Linked DNA regions of Sus scrofa: all the other regions are linked to region 3. A link is a contact called in public HiChIP or PLAC-seq data. All regions are on one chromosome and are shown on one strand. Each heading gives the region's core, a stretch centred on a gene start, on an enhancer-like site or on the middle of the called end of the contact. The rest is flanking DNA. Distances are from core to core; before and after follow the strand shown. Region 1 overlaps FGGY (FGGY carbohydrate kinase domain-containing protein). Region 2 overlaps FGGY (FGGY carbohydrate kinase domain-containing protein). Region 3 has its middle 120 kb from the start of JUN.

What was found. HiChIP or PLAC-seq counts read pairs in DNA pulled down with a chosen protein or histone mark.
Region 1: an H3K27ac HiChIP or PLAC-seq map of skeletal muscle shows a contact between it and region 3. The contact joins two enhancer-like sites. A contact is called at or near these places in 4 of 47 Hi-C or Micro-C datasets (heart right ventricle, psoas muscle and skeletal muscle) and 1 of 2 datasets of contacts at active chromatin or transcription factors (skeletal muscle).
Region 2: a contact with region 3 is called in an H3K27ac HiChIP or PLAC-seq map of skeletal muscle. The contact joins two enhancer-like sites. A contact is called at or near these places in 2 of 2 datasets of contacts at active chromatin or transcription factors (alveolar macrophages and skeletal muscle).

What each region holds. Positions count from the first base shown.
Region 1 is chr6:153,072,951-153,075,952 of Sscrofa11.1, forward strand. All of the region lies in intron 5 of FGGY (FGGY carbohydrate kinase domain-containing protein), which reads right to left. Among named protein-coding and RNA genes, the nearest start is that of FGGY, 140 kb to the right of the region's middle. Within about 2 kb of position 1,466, at least 8 of the 83 cell types and tissues checked have an H3K27ac peak or open chromatin away from gene starts, as enhancers often do. A contact at or near this core is called in skeletal muscle, where this site is marked.
Region 2 is chr6:153,156,739-153,159,844 of Sscrofa11.1, forward strand. The region is part of intron 4 of FGGY (FGGY carbohydrate kinase domain-containing protein); the gene reads right to left. Among named protein-coding and RNA genes, the nearest start is that of FGGY, 55 kb to the right of the region's middle. Within about 2 kb of position 1,698, at least 11 of the 83 cell types and tissues checked have an H3K27ac peak or open chromatin away from gene starts, as enhancers often do. A contact at or near this core is called in skeletal muscle, where this site is marked.
Region 3 is chr6:153,565,885-153,569,303 of Sscrofa11.1, forward strand. No RefSeq gene overlaps it. Among named protein-coding and RNA genes, the nearest start is that of JUN, 120 kb to the right of the region's middle. Within about 2 kb of position 1,572, at least 39 of the 83 cell types and tissues checked have an H3K27ac peak or open chromatin away from gene starts, as enhancers often do. A contact at or near this core is called in skeletal muscle, where this site is marked.

The DNA of each region.
Region 1 (3,002 bases), core at 216-2,715, 490 kb before region 3:
TCTCCAAGAACAGTGGCCTTAGGCAGCGGTCAACAGACGACTAATTTTAGTTTTGGTTATAACATTCAGAGCCAAAGCTCTTCCCTTGCCCAGGCTGAGACGAGACCAACACAAACCTCCTTATTCCTGTCACTCAACCTCTCCTGGTTCCCAGAACCAGGCAGACATCCGCGAAAGGCTAGGGAATCTTACCCTGTGAGCCTCCCCAGAGAAGGGGGAGGTACAGTAGATTTAGGAGTTCTTCACTCACTCACTCTACACCTGTCCATTTCCGTGCTCAGTCCCTTGACGAGTGTTTATTTAGCATCTGCCACCTAACGGGCCCAGGAGTTGGCCCAGGGTACACAGAGCTGGCTGAGATGAATAGGCTGCCTCTCCTGCAGGCAAGGCAGGACAGCCAGAAACCAGAGAGTAAATCACAGAACTGTCTGGGTGCTCAATCCAATGAAGGGCCCTTGAGCGGCATCTCATCTGGGCCAGGGGCTCGGGGACAGATTCCCAGGGAAGGAAGGTTTAAGCTGAAACCAGAAGGATAGTGAGAGCTGTGGGAAAAGAACAGGAAAAGGGCTGGACCAGCAGAAGGTGGCCTGGAATGTGCGCTGTGGAGAAGTCAGTGTGGCCAAAGCAGTTGGGGAGGGTGTGCAGAGAACCGGGGCCGTGAGGCTGCAGGGGCTGGTCATCAAGGTCTATGGCCCAGGCCAAGCGCTGGGGACTCTGACCTGAGAACAGTGGGGAGGCAATGCGTTTCAGGCAAGGCGCTGTCCTGATGAGTGTAAGGTTCAGCTCCTGTCACTGTTACTTCTATGACATTGGGTGGGTCACAGTGCCTCCTTTGATCCACCAATAAAATATGTCCTTGCCTTTTCTTTTCTTTTTTTTTTTTTTTGCTTTTTAGGGCCACACCTGTAGCATATAGAAGTTCCCAGGCTAGGGGTTGAATTGGAGCTGCATCTGCCAGCCACAGCCACAGCCACAGCCACGCCAGATCCAGGCTGCGTCTGTGACCTATACCACAGCTCATACCAATGTCAGATCCTTTAACCCACTGAGTGGGGCCAGGAATCAAACCCGCATCCTCATGGATACTGGTCGGGCTCCTTACTGCTGAGCCACAACAGGATCTCCCTCACAAACATGCTTGTATTTTGCGTCTACTCTGTGCCAGCCACATGTCACCAATGCGACGGGACAGGGAACAGAACAGGTCCTGCCATTCTTGGAACTTACATCCCAGTGGGGGCGTCAGCTTGGCAAATACGCCAGGGAGGAAACCAGCAGGGTGACGAGGAGGAGAGTGACCTGGGAGGCTGCCTTGGGGCAGGATAGGCAGGGTGGACCTCTGAGGAGAAGACCCTGGATCTGAGGCCTGAGGAACGACAAAGGTCCTTCAGAACAAGGAGAGACTTGGGCAGAGTGACTGCAAAGGCCTGGGCAGCTGAGCACGTGGAGCTGAGCACAGAGCCTGAGGCACAGGGCCAGGCTGGCTAGGGAGGCGGCATCCTGATGGCACAGGGCCTCCTTGGAGGGGGCATGTTACTGCATGAGCAACAGAGGCTGATGAATGGCCTGATCTCAGTGACACTGTAAGGTCACTTAGGCTGCTCTGTGGAGGATGGGCAGGAAGGAGACCTGAGTGAAGGAGTGAGATCCGGAAGGGGCTTCTGTCCTTCCTTTCTCCACTGCGCAGAGCACACTTCATCACCCGCCAGCTACCGGCTTCATGACCTTGGGCACGTTACTCAACCTCCTGGCATCTTAACTGTCCTCATCCACAGGGGCAATAACACCCCCTGCCTCACACTGGGCTCTTGAATACAAGTTGCCGTCATTTGCAGGAACAGGGCATGGCTAAGCGCTCCATACACCTGAGCCGTTCTCACTTCCTCACTGTTCTTTCCCTGTCTGTCTCTGCGACTGGATTCTGAGCTCCTCACCTTTACCGGCCCAGCACCTGTTCCAGTGTTAATCCTAGGGTCTCTGTCAATCAGGAGTCACAAATGGTTGCCTGAAGATGTGAGTTGGCCCAAAGACATTTTGTTCAGCAGATATAGAGATTTTGAGATACGTGACTGTGGATGCCTTCAGGCTAGAGATGCTCCCCCAGCTTCCTGGAGTCCACTCAGGATGTGACTGGGTGAACTCTTAAAAATGTGGCTTGGAACATGTGTCAGAAATGTGACCTGTAAACCACACAGTAACTCCCTAATCCCCTCTCCAGCCCCCCCCACTGGGGCAATGGACCACAGGGTCTCATTTTCTAACTTTTCTTCGTATTGAATACTTTCTAGATCCTGATAACCAGGAGAAAAAGACACACACAGAGTCTGTGACTTTTTTTTCCTTCCCTTAGTAAGGCTGTGCCCTCAGCATATGAAAGTCCCAGGCTAGGGGTTGAATGAGAGCCGGCCTACGCCACAGCCACAGCAACTCTGGACCCAAGACACATCTGCAACCTACACCATAGCTCATGGCAACACTGGATCCTTAACTCACTGAGCGAGGCCAGGGATCGAACCTACATCTTCATGGATACTAGTCAGATTCTTAACCCTCTGAGCCATAACACAAACTCTCAGAGTCTGTCTTAACTGAGTTTACAATCCAGTGCTCGTGAATGTGGATGCTGTAGTCTCCTTGGGTGCAAAAGGTACACTAATATTACATCATACTGGGTGTTGCACAGATTATCTTATTCTACTCTTAAAATAACTCTGGAGGGGTGGGTAGCCTGGACAAGCAGGTTACTCTCCTTTGCAGAGAAACAAATGAAGGATCAAAGAAGCTAAGTATAGTGTCCAAAATAAAACAGCAAGATGGTAGATCTCGAAATCCTGTCCCTTTTCATCAACAGAAGCATTGCAAGCAGGGAGAGGTTAACTCGGGTTATGGAAAAACCTCTAAAGTTCTCTCTTTGTAACATGTCACAGGCCTGAGAATAAGAAAGATGACGGTGATACCCAGACACTGACCACCACATGGTAGCATAACTTAGATTGGCTCTG
Region 2 (3,106 bases), core at 448-2,947, 410 kb before region 3:
AAAGGCTTCTGGCTTTTCTCTGATTGGGCCTAAGGCTCCATCCCATGATGTCCAAAAAGGAAATTCCCCTGATTCCCTGAACATGCAAAAGGGGTTCAAAAGGTGCTTTTAGACTGACTCACAGAACCCCTTTCTCACATTCTAGACTCACACCACATTCTATCTGCAGCCTCATGGAGGCCTCCTTTCCCCAGACTGCCAAACCTCTCCCATGCCAGGCCATCCTCCCAGCCTGCCTTCTGCAAGCCCAGCCGACCGAGTGCTACCCCCATTGGCCCACAGCCTACATGTCACCTCCTCCTGATTCCTCTCCCCTACCTGAGGTATATTTTCCAAAGGAATCTGAATTTCCATCTACTTATACAGCGCTGTGACTTTATTTCTGTCCCACTTCTGGAATATGAGCAGTTGGAAGACAGGGCCTCTGTTTGGTTTAATGCTATATTCCCAGTATTTAACCAAGTCCTTGGAATAAAAGAAACTTTCAATAAATATCTGCTGAGTGAATGAATGTTCTTGCTCAACTCTGGCAGGAGCTGATGGGTACCACACTAGCATTTTTAGACCTCTTCTGAAACGTGTACCCATCCTTAGAGCTATCACCCTGAGAATGTGGGTTGCTGAAGACAGTACCCTATAAGCCACTGATAAGAGCACAAGTGAAACTGCTCTGGAAACAGTTGCTTGGGGCATCTGAGGAGAGATTCACTCTCTCCAACCCTCGGCCTGTGAGCTGGAAAGGGCATAGGCCTGAGTTAGATTGAGTCAGATACCCAGCTCAGGCGTTCATGCAAACAGGAATAATACTACCTACTCCCCAAGTTACCCATCAAGATTAAGAACAGCTTAAAAGGAAGAAAGTGCTTACCCCCAAACAATACGGATTTTTCCCTTCTTAGCTTTTTTAACTGCATAGAGAGATAAGTATATGAAAAAGAGACCCCACTAACCTTTTTCCCAAAAAATCAATTTCTTCTGTCCTAATCATCTGAAAACACATTACTACCACCAGCATGCTACAACTTACCAAATACCATTTGATATAAAATACTGCCGTCAATACCATTCCCTACATAGGAAACTAAGACCCATTAAGTGAAATGAACTGTCCAAGATGATAAAGAGAGTAAGTGAACAGCCTCGGGTGAAATGCTGACCACTTGAACTCCAAACCCAATACTCCTTCATGGCTGTCCGGCTGCTGCTTCCCAGGACATGGGAGGTGCTCGATAAATACTTGCACAGTGATTCACTCTCTTTCTCAGGTCCACGGGCTGGTCTCTGACCCCTGGCCAAAGCCAGACCACACGGCCTCATGCCAGGACAACTGCAGTAGGCCTTACTCTGGTCCCGATTCTCTCCCCATCTATCTTAGGCTCACGGAATGCCAGTGCTGAGGGAGAACTCCAGGGGTCATGGAGAACAGCTGCTCCCAAATGCCAGACGCTGGACTGGTGCTCATCCACGAGCGATAATTTTCACTAATCAGTGGTGAATTATCCAAATAATATTAGAGAAGATGAAATCCTTATTATTAAAAACATTATGAATAATTAATTGGCAACAAGATCTTATGTCCCGATAGCTTGCTTTGCTTTCCTTGGGCAAGCTCCAAAACTCTAATACTCTCCAATACACACAGCATTACTGGCAGAAAACAGCTCTTTGTGCTATGGTTCAGACCTTTTACTGAAGCCTTCAGGAGAGACAGAAGCTACAGAGGGCAGAGCCACTTACCCAGGCAGCTTCTTACTCCCTCCGACACTCCCTAGTCTTGCATTTTTGAGCCACAGATACTGACTGTTGAGAAGCCAGGCTTACAGCAGCTTTTTCAAAGGGTGTGGGTTAGGTTCTTGATGAGGCTGCAGAGCTGAGATCAGACTTTCTTGATTACTGAGATTGCTCCCAAGTTATGGTTGCTCCTAATCTATAGCCTTCTCCATACAGGAAGGCTTCAGAGAGACATGGGTTTTGATGGGGATCCCTGGATCCCTTTATCATTCAACCAGCAGAGTGGACACAGCTTTATACACAGAGACCGGCCTCCACTGGGGTCTCAGCTGCAGAAGTACTGCCAGGAACTCCGGGTTCAGAAGAGGTAAGGAACTAGTTGAATCATTTATTCATTTTTTCCAACTATAAACATTTCAGATGAATGCAAAGAAGAGAAAAAAGCCAGCTCTTTGGGAGGTAACTCAAATATTCTGGAGCACAGACCAAAGAGTAACGGGTTGGAGCTTATGGAGAGGAGGGAATCTTAGATTTCACCTAGTCTCAAGTATGATTCTTTAATTGTGAGTGTAAGAGGATAACTTTTTATTCTAGAGATCATTTTTATCTTAAAACTTTATGTTAGACAAATATGTTACCAGGGATTTGAAATAAACCAAAAGGACTAGTTCTCTTTACCTAGGTAACTGATGTGTGGGGTAGGACAGAAGGACCTTACCTGATGAAGACCGAAGTTGACCAGCTAACCTTTATAACTCCATCTTAAATCTATTTCCTAGAATTAGAAAGCCAGACTTTTGCATTCCAGCATTGTCAGAAGCAATGCAGAAGTCAGTCTGTGTGTGATAAATCTATCTAATGACCTCCATCCTCAGCTTCTTCATCTGCAACGTAATAACATCTAGCCTACGAGATTTTCAAAATAATTAAATGAGACAGCAGACTTAAAAGTGCACAGAATATACTGAATAAATTCTGGTGTAGGTATTGATGATGTTTGTAGGTAGCAACCAAACAGAATTTAGTAAGTATCTCAGGTAATATTTCAAACTGCTTTCACAAGTGTAATCATGTCTCGACTTATTCCAAACACTTCAGGTGGACAGACAGGATGGACAGAAGGACAGATAGATGGGTACAGCCATGATAAACCAAGCAGAGTAAAATGTTAATGGCAGAATCCATGTGACGATGGTTCTAAGTGTTCACAATTGTTTCCATTTTTCTGTATGTTTGACCATTTTGATAATAAAATGTTGGTAAAAATAGCTTTCACAGCCTCGTGCACTTGGTCCTAGGGGGTTAGGGTTAGGGAGCCCCCTGAGATAAAGGATACTCCTAGCTTCTTCCTTGCCTTCCTATCACCATCACAGGG
Region 3 (3,419 bases), core at 322-2,821:
GACTCCAGAACTAAGCTTACATTTGAGCGCTGAATTAGGAGGAGGGAATGTGGCTGACTGGGTTATTTAATTAATAAGGCAATTTTTAAAAGGGGGCAGTTTCAAATCAACACACATGCCAAGGAAACTGAAAAGCAAGAGCTAACCCACAATTTCATATGTGGTTCCATTCATCATTGGAAGGGTCCCTTATGTGGAGTCATGAATAACAGGATCATCCAAACCCAAGTTAATGTTTTACAAACTATAACAGCAGCCAACCAAATTGCTTCTGGACCAGATTAACCATAATCAGTGTGCACCAGTGTAACGATGCTTGAGTTTCTTCTTGCTGTATGACAATATCGTTGAAGAAAGTCATTATTCAAAATTTTCCAGTGATTGTCTATTTACTAAGCCAAAGGTTACGAAAGGGAAAAAAAAGCTATTTTCATTTTGTACCTAGAATCGCATCACACACCCACATGCATCCCCCCAAACCTCCTTCTTTTTGCGAGATTTGGAAGGGACTGAAATAAGGGTGCCCGGGGCCCTGGGAGCTGGGGCTGTCGATGGCTCACCCAGCAAGCACTTGGCAGTTCAGTTAAGAGAGGAAATCGGAGAGGGCAGGGAGGGGGCCCAGCCAGACCTAAAGGGATGAGCTGCACAGTGGGGGAGGGAGAAGGGCAGGAGTCTTATTAGCAAAAGCAGCTGCCCGCCAAGTAGGGCAGGTGTCTGACTTTCTGAAGAAAAGAGAGAATTGCGGCTGTTTTAACCTCAGGCCTTTAAGGATCCAGAAGAAAGTGGGGGATGGGGAGGAAGAGCACACCCCGCTCTATTCCCTCAACTCCTTGCATCGTCCACCTTCATCTTCCTTGACCTCACACCTCCCTGTCCATCCTAGAGCCACATCGGACACCTGTTCCAAGAACACTTTCCTGATCTTTACAACTCAGAGAAGAATCTCTTCTCTCCCAAGTGCCTGTGGAACTCTGTGTACCCTTTTAAGTCTTCTCAGGGTTCTTTAATTACTCTGCCAAACTCCTGCATTCTTTTTCTTCTCTTCTCTTTCTCTTTTTTAATAGCTTTATGGAGGTATCATTGAGTGCAATAAGCTGTGTGAATTGAAGCACACAATTCACTACCTACACACCTGTGAACCCATCACCCCCACCTCCAAGTGTCCTCCTGTCCCCTTGCATTCTCCCCTCCTCCCTCCCTTCTCCAACCACGGCCCATCTGCTTTCTAACCCTGTACATCAGCCTGCGTTTTCTAGAGTTCTAGATGCAGGAAATGATAGAGTATGACCGTTTTTGGACTGGCTTCATTCACTGAATTATGTTGAAATCCACCCATTTGGCACTCACTCCTCCTGGGAATGTGGGTTCCCGGTGGTGGTGGGGCGGTAGGGGGGCGGGTCGGGGCACAGATGCTGGGCACAAAGGAAGACCACAATGGAGGACACTGGTGTGATGGGCAGACCTCTGGATTTGGTGCCCGAACAGATGTGGATCTCAGCCCAGACTCGACCGCTGCCAGCTGTGTAGCCAGGAGGAAGTCATTCAGGGTCCAAGCCTCAGTTTCCTCATTTAGAAGTTGGGGGCAGTGATCTAGTCCCTTCTCTCAGCAGAGCCCTGTGAGACACCACTGAGCCAAGAGATAAAGTGCTCTGTAAACTGTGAAAGGTCAGTCCTGGGCAAGGGATTAGGCCTGGATCAAGGCAGAAGCACACTGGGAATGCCCCAGCTCCCAGGGCTATTTAAAGGCTGCCTTGAATCCAGGGATTGGCAACTCCTCACAGAAATGGCCAATAAGAGCTAGGCCTGGTGGCCTTTAATCCCGGCCCAGTCACCAAAATGTCAAGGATTCTTTTCCAGCGACCCTCCTCCCTCCTCTGCTGGGGTTGTGCTTATTTACAAGGTCTCCTGCCCTGCGGGGAGCCGCATGTGACCTGAGGATTCCTCCTCTGGCCTGGAGCTGGCTGATAAGGGCGGCCCATCTGCTGGGGGCTCGGAGAACCACAGGAACAGGAACTGGGAGGAGGCGGGGAGGAGAGGGGAGCCCGCCAGGCCCCCCTGCCGCTTCCTTTGGCCGGGATTGACATAGAGGGGACAAGGCTGGAGGGAGAGAAGGAAATGGTTGTCTCCTGTTTAAAACCGACTTGACCTATAAAATCACACCAGATTTGAAGAGACTTTCCATCTCCTTTCATGAACTGGGTTTCTTTGCTGTTGATTTAGTAAAGAGAGGTGAGGTGAACCAGAAAGACCCAGAGAAGGAAACTCAAGGTTTAATACTGTCATTTCTTTTTTTCCTTTTTTTTAAATGATTTTTAAATTGCAATATAGTTGATTCACAATGTTGTTTTAGTTTCAAGTGTCCAGAAAAGTGATTCGGTTATAAACGTGTGTGTGTGTACACATATTTTTTCAGACTCTTTTCAGAATCTTTTCTCAGATTCTTTCCCCTCATAGGATATTACAAACCTATAAGGTCCTTGTTAGTTATCTATTTTATATATAGTAGTGTTAATCTCAAACCGCTCTTTTATCTCTCCCAGCACCGTCATTTCTTGTGTGAGCTTAGCTTTAGTTAAGCCACTCAGGCTTTAGCTAATTAGAGCTGCCAATTTTTGAATACCTACTATGCCTCAGGCATGACGCTGAATTTTCTATATACTTTTTCAGTGTAACCCTCAAAGCTACACTGAGGTGAATAGTCTTCCTCTCATTTTACAGTTACTGAAGTGAAATAGCATGTCAAAGGTCATCTAGGACTTGAGCCAGAAATTTAACTCAGTCCTGTTTGATAACACAACCTGTGGTTTTGTTTTGGTTTTTGTTTTGTTTTGTTTTGTTTTTTGTTTTTCTGTTCAGTTGGTTGTTTTTTCATTGTTGGTTTTGTTTTGTTTTGTTTTTTAATTTATTTTAGTGTCTTTTTAGGGCCACACCCATGGCATATGGAAGTTCCCAGGCTAGGGGTTGAATCAGAGCTACAGTTGGCGGCCTACGCCACAGCCACAGCAACGCTGGATCTGAGACGCATCTTCGACCTACACCACAGCTCATGGCAATGCTGGATCCTTAACCCACTGAGCAAGGCCAAGGATTGAGCGAATCCTCTTTCCATGCATACTAGTCAGGTTCATTACCACTGAGCCACAATGGGAGCTCCCGAATCTATTTATTTATTTATTTTAATTTTTTTAAGAACTTGAGGCCAGCAATTCTTAAGGAATGAACTTAATAATAAATTATTTCCTGGTCATGTTCTGTGACCAATTTAATATGGGGAATGCTGACTACAGTGTCCCTGTCATAAAGACCCACAGTGTAATTTTGTATCTAGAAATTCTGTGAAGTCCTGGAGTGAGAAAAACTTAACTTTTTTTTTTTTTTTCCAACCAAGAATTTCCCATATTAAATGGACCATCAGTCTT